2 separate regions of the Mus musculus genome follow, and region 1 is linked to region 2. A link is a contact called in public promoter capture Hi-C data. All regions are on one chromosome and are shown on one strand. The core of a region is the stretch at or near the end of the contact, and the rest is flanking DNA. Distances in the headings are between cores, read along the strand shown.

The links. Capture Hi-C pulls out chosen DNA fragments and counts their contacts.
Region 1: a contact with region 2 is called in a promoter capture Hi-C map of adipose tissue. The contact joins the promoter of Gdpd2 here to the promoter of P2ry4 in region 2. A contact is called at or near these places in 4 of 39 promoter capture datasets (the SN4741 cell line, hippocampal neurons, liver and 1 more), 1 of 484 Hi-C or Micro-C datasets (ventricular fibroblasts) and 2 of 9 other capture datasets (adipose tissue and liver).

What each region holds. Positions count from the first base shown.
Region 1 is chrX:100,728,245-100,732,009 of GRCm38.p6, forward strand. Gdpd2 (glycerophosphodiester phosphodiesterase domain containing 2) reads left to right here and starts at 1,603. Exons shown (of 16, transcript NM_023608.4): 1 at 1,603-1,951. Gm52438 (a long non-coding RNA gene) reads right to left here and starts at 924. Exons shown (of 3, transcript XR_003953096.1): 1 at 513-924.
Region 2 is chrX:100,592,825-100,596,433 of GRCm38.p6, forward strand. It overlaps P2ry4 (pyrimidinergic receptor P2Y, G-protein coupled, 4), which reads right to left and starts at 2,045. Exons shown (of 3, transcript NM_020621.4): 1 at 1,894-2,045; 2 at 1,663-1,801; 3 at 1-1,472. The coding sequence starts at 1,466. The coding sequence ends at 381.

The DNA of each region.
Region 1 (3,765 bases), core at 353-2,852, 130 kb after region 2:
ATGGAGTTGACTGGAGAATGTGTTTAATTTAGCTCATGGTTTTGGAGGCCCTGGGCCATGCTTAGAAACCCATATTAGATCATGACAGAAGTACGATGGAGCAGGATGGGAGAAAATAGTGGAAGGATCTGGGTCCCATCACCAGCCTTCGAGAGCATACTCTCCAGTATACAAAAGACAGACACTCCACGAGAACCTACCTCGCTATAAAGTTTTCCCCAACCTCCCAAATTGTACCACAGGCCAGGGAACAAGCTGTGAACACACAAGCCCTTGGGGAACATTAAATATCTAACAGAGATAGTACCGTGGTACAAAGAGGTGGTTATATAGAGTTACAATGTCAGTGAATATTAGAGCTGGGAACAGAAGCCAGTTACATTTACCATATAGTTCTTTCTAGTGCCCTGCAATCCTACTAATGCTTTTCCGTTTACAGAACAAAACTACTGCCCCCTTGCTTTCTCCCTTAAAAAGGAAGTGGGGGGGGGGGGACAAGGATTATTCCTTACCTTATGCCAGATTTCTTGTCTCCAGTTAGAAGCCAGAAGGGGGGCCAGCCATGCAGTACCTCATACAGGCTATATTTGAAACCTTTTGGGAGTTTGCAAGCCTTGAGGCTCATCCATGCATATCGAATGCTGTCCCCACCCCACCACCCCCAAAAGGCTCTCAAACCATCCCCACGTACAAGAAAACAAGACTCTAGAATCCACCACAACCCAAGCAAAGGAAATTGAAAAACAACCTGCCAAGAATGACTCCCAGTGGAGGACTAGGTGACCCGCTGGCCCTCCCTGGCTTCCTGCCAGCAAGCAGCCTTGCTCCTCTTTGCATTTTAATTCTGAGAGAGTTAGAGAATCTCTGTCATTGCCAAATAGAGCCTCTGGATACAATGGGAAAGCTGAGAGGGAGGGAACCAGCTCCTGGCAGAAGAGAGCCAGTCTCCCTCACTGGATAAAATTGAGTGTGTGGAGGGGGAGGGGAAGCCAGCTTATCTGTAAGGAGTCATCCTTTCCCACCCTCCATAGTGCTCACACACAGACCCCAAGTCACTTCATCAGCCCCAATCCAAGAGCTGTCCATCAACACAGCTCCCATGCAATCCTGTACTTTTTATACTAAGCTGACCACAGCTTGCTAGGCCACCTGCTTCTTTTGTACATGTTCATCTTCCAAAAGCCTGGTACCCTAATACACTATACACTCCTGAAGCCATTCAGTGCTTGATAAACAAGACAGCGAGCCTGATATCCTGAATGAGCACCTGATGGGTGGTGCGGTGAGGGCTATTGAATACATCCACAGGGACTCCTGGTCCAGAAATGGGGCATCTTACTGCCTAGAGTTCATAAAGTCACTTCAATAGCATCACATCGATGGAACTTGCAGAAGTATAAATAGCCCAAGAGGAAAGGGAAGCTAATGATTGGAAGTTGTACTCCTAGGAAGCTTGAGGTTAGACTTCCTTATCCACTCAAGAGTTTCTAGGGGACTGGCAGGGCCCCTTCTCCTCGCTGCCAAGTTGCAAAATTGTGTGGTCACCTCCCCCAGCTTCCCTCCCTCCTATGCCCTCAGTCCTGGCCTCCTAGAGCCAGGACAAAGCCCTCAGGCAGTGACTGGGAGGGGAACAGGAGGAGGGACAGAGGGATGGGGAAGGCTGCACAAAGGAATTCCTCACACCAAGCCCCCTGACTGCCAGCTCCAGAGAGTAAAGAAGCCGACCTCCTCTCCAGCTAGCTCACTCGCTCATCTTCCCACCATGACTGTGCTCGAGCCATAGCGCCTCTCCCGGCCTTCCAAGAGGACCCACACTTCTTCCTGTAGGTGGCAACAGTGACACCTGTTTGACCAGTGAGGCTGAGCCAGGGACTGCAAGAGGGAGGAGGCAGACAACTCGGAGAGGAGCTGGGAGGCAGAGCTGCGGGCTTGCTTGCTCACTGTGTAAAAGGTGTGAGGGCTCGGGAAGGCTGGGGGCTACCGCTGGGGAGCCGGGAAGCAAAGAGCGGCTCAAGCCGGGAGGGATGGAGCCCAGGGGGCTATGCAGCACCCCTGTCAGATTCCCTGCTCCGGGTCTTTCAGACTGGCCAGATCCTGATTCCATCTTCCAGGCAACTCTTGAGGGAGGTAGGACTCTGGAAATCTGGGGTGCCCGGGTATGACCCTAGACGAAGCAAGGGATGTGGATTGGTGCTCAGGGCAGGATACTGTAGCCCAGTTCCGGGATGGGGAGAAGCAGGGGCCTCTCTTTGGGTTGACCAGTCAGTATAGTGGGAAGGGACCCAGCTCCCACCCCTCCACTACCTAGACGGGACCCTCCTTTCCTAAGGAGAATTTATTAAGGGGGCATCTTTAAGAGCAGACACACCTTGCGTTCTTGCAAGAGCTCTCACACAGAGTGAAAAAGCGACACCGTTCCTTTGTACAGGACAGTTAGATGAGAGAGAGAGAGAGAGAGAGAGAGAGAGAGAGAGAGAGAGAGAAGAGAGAGAGAGAGCAGAGAGGAGAGAAAGAGGGAGAGCATAGAGGGAGAGAGGGAGAGAGAGAGCAGAGAGGAGAGAAAGAGGGAGAGCAGAGAGGGAGAGAGAGAGAGAGAGAGAGGAGAGAGAGCAGAGAAAGAGAGAGAGAGAGATTATCCAGAGGCTCCTTTACATAGTCATTTTGAAACCCATTTTACTGGGAGCCACAAGTCCACTAGTGCACACACATGTTCATCTGCTGATACATGACCCACAGTCACACCCTGCTTATTGCTTACGTTGGTAGTTCAGTAGTAGACTTCTCACCTGCTGCAAACTGCACACCCTCTCAAGTAGAATCACACTCACAAGCCCAGTCTGGTTTGTAGATCTGCTTAGTCTCAGCCGTACTGAGAACCACAAGGCACAGGAATACCCTGCTCCAGAACAATTCCCCTGCCGCCGCCACCACCCCCCCCCCCCGCTACAGACACGCACAAGCAGACACGCACACATGCACCTTTGCCCTGTGTGCTTAATGTACTTTAAGGATAGCTCAGAGGGTGGGGCCTCTGGGACGGGGAAGGTGGGAGTTGGGTTTCTATTTGGGGTGGAGGGTGACTGTATATGATGTCTGGGAAGGAAATGATAAGGCTAGGTTGTGGGGGCGGGGGGGAGACTTGGATTTTCTGGACTGTGCAGACAGGAATGAGGTTCCTTTAGAAGGCAGTGATCCAGGCAGCCTGCTCCCCTCAAGTCTTCTATTTTACAGTGCCCCTAACCCCTGAGAAGTGGACACAGAGAATCTTTTAGTCAGGGGCTTTGTGGTTTGTTCAATCCCGTATCCATAGCAACTAGTCAACTGGCTGTGTCTCTCTCAGCCTGGGGTCAGAATGAGAACCTCAGCTTCAGGTTGACTCCTGCTTTCTGGGGTGCAAGACAGCACCAGGCTGCCTCAAGCTCAGGCAGATCTGCCTTAACTTGCCGAACTGAGTTTGCCCCACCCTGAGGCAATTTCTCCTAAGTTACTCTGGGCAAGCACTCCAAAGCCAGCTTTGGATGTCATTAAATAGGAAGGATCTGGAGAGAGTGGGTACACATATGACGCCTACAAAAAGGCTGGGCCACTGACCTCCCAGGTATCAAAAATAAGGGGCAACTCCAGAAACGGTTCCTCTTTTCTGGGTTTAGAATTTGTCACCTCATGAACTCCAGAGCTCCGGGTCTGCTCTGTGACAGCCAACCTTCCTGCTGAGCAGCATCGAAGGCTTCTATCTACCTGCCCCAGGCTCCTCAGATACATGGA
Region 2 (3,609 bases), core at 795-3,294:
GAATGCTGCATGTGACTTATATGGTATCTGTGCTATGCTAGTACCCCAGCTTCCTGGTTCTGCCTTGTTTCATGATACACATCAGGCCCGTCTTGAGATTGCTCTACCTTCACTCCTCTAGTTGAAGTCACTACTCTGGTTGAAGAAACACATGCTGTGGAAGGACCTGGGGGAAGCAGAACCAGCAAAGAGTACTGAGGTTTGAGAAACGGGAACAGTGGCCCCAGGAAGGGACAGAAAAAGAGAAAGAAGCATAGGAGTAACTACTTCAAACTTTGGCTTAAAAAGAGGATAGCTGATGCCCCTATCAACTGTCACTAAGGAGCTCCCTCCCCTCTGCCTGCAGTTAGTCCCCTTCCTGTCATATCCAGTGCCCACTGTTATAATCGGTCACCCTCATAAGCAGGGAAGATGCTGTCTTGGTGGATGTCCGCCCACCTGCTGATGCTTTCTTCATGTAGGGTCACCAATGCCAGGGAGGAAGCAGTTGTTCGGCGCTTAGGTGTGCTACCTCTGCATAGCTGCTGGAGCTGGTTTCGATACTTGTCCCCCGTGAACAGATAGAGCACTGGATCAAGACAGCTATTAGCACTGGCCAGGGGACGAGTCACTTTGTAAACCACATTGACAATGTTCAGCACCCGGCATTCGGCGTTCAACAGTCTTGCCAGGTAATAAATTGTGCGGGTGATGTGGAAAGGCACAAAGCAGACAGCAAAGACAGTCAGCACCACAGCAATGGTGCGGAGAGAACGGAGCCGAGAAGATGACTGTCCAGCTCCTGGCAAAGGTCGATACAGTCGCCGGGCCATGAGTCCATAGCAGACCAGAGTGATCAAGAAGGGAAAGCCAAAGAGCAGCACCATGATTGTGGAACTGAAGTATACGTAGTGGTCAAACTCCTCAGGCAGAGTCGTGTCATGGCACAGGATGGTGGTTCCATTGGCATTGGTTGTCACAAAGAAGAGGTTGGGCACGAGGCAGCCAGCTACTACCAACCAAACACCTAGGCAGAGAAGACCTGCAAATCGAGGGCGGCCCCAGCGTATTGCCCGCAGTGGATGGCAGATGCCCATGTAGCGGTGCACACTGATGCAGGTGAGGAAAAGGACACTGCAGTAGAGGTTCCAGTAGAAAAGAAAGCGGACGAACTTGCAGAAGCCAGTGCCAAAGGGCCAGTGGTTTCTGGCAGCATAGTAGTAGACGAGGGTGGGCAGTGACAGCACATACAAGGTGTCTGACAATGCCAAATGGAACATGTAAGTGGCTGTTGCATCCCAGGGTCGAAGGCGGAAGAGGAACAGCCAAAGGGTTGGGGCATTGAGGGCCAGGCCCAGCACAAAGACAACTGCATAGCTCAGAGGCAACAGGATGAACTTGAATTCCTCATTAAACTTACAATCACCATCTCCAGAACTTGGGCTGGGACCTAGTGATGTGAATAGCAAGGAGTCTGCACTGGTCATGGCCCCCTACAAGTAGAAAGGACAGAAGTAAGGATCTGATTTCTCGACTTTTCCAGTCCTGATGAACCTACAATAAAAGAGGAAAAGCACCCAGGAGAGCTAGGAGGAGCAAATCCATGTGCAACCCAGGCCTGCCCAGCCCCTACCCAGCTCCCTTAGCCCAGCCCCTACCCAACACCCTTAGTCCAGCCCCTACCCAGCTTCCTTAGTCCAGTCCAGGGACTGATGGCATCAGGCAGTGCTCGGGCTCAGGGAGGCAGTCAATGGTGTTCTGCTGCTTCCTCTGGCCTGCAGAACCTGGCTAGCTGAAGAGGGTGGAGGGTAAGGAGCACCATCTAAAGGGAAAACACCCAGGCTCAAATTGTCATCGAACTCACCACCACAGCTCTGTCCCGGTGATGAGGGACCTCTTTCCCTCACCTCTCACCTTAGTTCCAGTTCTCTGTACTCTTAGTTCCCCCTGATGTGGCCTCACTTCACGCCTGCCTCCAGCCCAGGAGTACCACCACCACCCTTGCCTAGGAACCTTGACAAGACTCCTACCCGGTGCCCTTGAAGCTGAGCCCAGCTGACTCTGTCACCCTTCCTCTTGGCAGCCAGAGGGCATATTCTCGGGGGTGGGACACGGGGTGGGGCCTATTTTCTCCTCCTGTCCCATCCCAACAGATTGTCAGAGCTAGAAAAACCCTTGGAGGTTATCTGGTCCAACCCACTCAGCACACAGATTGGGAAACTGGGACCCAGCGAGATTACTGTTTAACAGCTTCAAAATGATTGTGTACACAAGGAGACATTCTAGTTTACAGATAAAGAGGCAGGCCACTGAAGATAATTAAATTACAGGAAGATCATATAAGTTTATGGGTGTAGAAACATGGGAAATGAATTTTTACATGGACAACAGCAAGTCAACACACTGAAGGACTTTTGAAAATGTAAACTACTGATAATCATCTGTGTGTATTTAATTATAGCAAATGTTTATCTAGACCTTATTCTATGCTAGGCACTGTTCTTAGGACTTTATACCTATTGATGGTACCACAGGCTCTCTATCAAATAGGCTCTATTACTGTCCTAATTAATGATGAGAAAATTAAAGCATGGGTAGTTTGGGTGTTTTGATGATTTGTGGTAAAATAAAGACTTGAACCCACACAAGTCTTCCATGGACCAAACTCTGATATCAATGACTTCATAAGTATGATAACTTGATCCTCCAAGCTTCTGGCTCTAATCTGGGAAAGGGTCAACAAACATTTCCTGGGAGCTTTGGTTCTGGGCCCTGGTAGTTCACTTCTAGTGAATGAAACAGATTAAAAACTGCCAGCTTAATGGAGTTCACAAAATAGTAGAGGTAATAATCAATCAATAAAAATATATAGGATATGATCACTGTTATAAAGAAAAATAAAGAAGATAATGAAGAAGAATTTGTTGTTTTGAATATGGGAGTGACTTGGAGAGCAGGTATTTTAGGAAGGAAAACAGAGCATGAGGTCAGCACAGTTGAGAGGGACCAGTTCCTGGAGGTTCTTGTGCGCCAGGGTAGGCCTTTACTGAGTGGAAGAAAACTATAGAGTGTTTGCAGAAAAGAAGTGTCATGGTCTGACATAATCTCTAAACAACTCTGTTCTGAGACTAGATAACAGGGTTAGTAGCACGGGAAGAGGCTACTAATAACACACATGATGGCCGTGTGGACCAAGGTGGGAAAGGTTACAAGAAATCATCATGAGTAGAATGTGAAAACAGAGACAAAGTTTATTGATGTGGGGTATGAGAGGAAAAGAAGGAGTCAAGAGTAACTCTAAGCCAGGCAGTGGTGGCGCATGCCTTTAGTCCCAGCACTTGGGAGGCAGAGGCAGGAGGATTTCTGAGTTTGAGGCCAGCCTGGTCTACAAAGTGAGTTCCAGGACAGCCAGGGCTACACAGAGAAACCCTGTCTCAGAAAACCAAAAAAACAACAAAAAAAAAGAGTAACTCTAAGCCAAGACTGGTTATGATTGACAAGCACAAGCCTGTAATGTCAGTACTTGTGGTTGGAGGATGAGACAGGAGGATTGCTCCAAGTTCAAGGCCAGAGAATGGGTCTCGTACTAAGTCTCTGTCAAAGAAAAAAAAATGACTCCAGGTTTCTTGC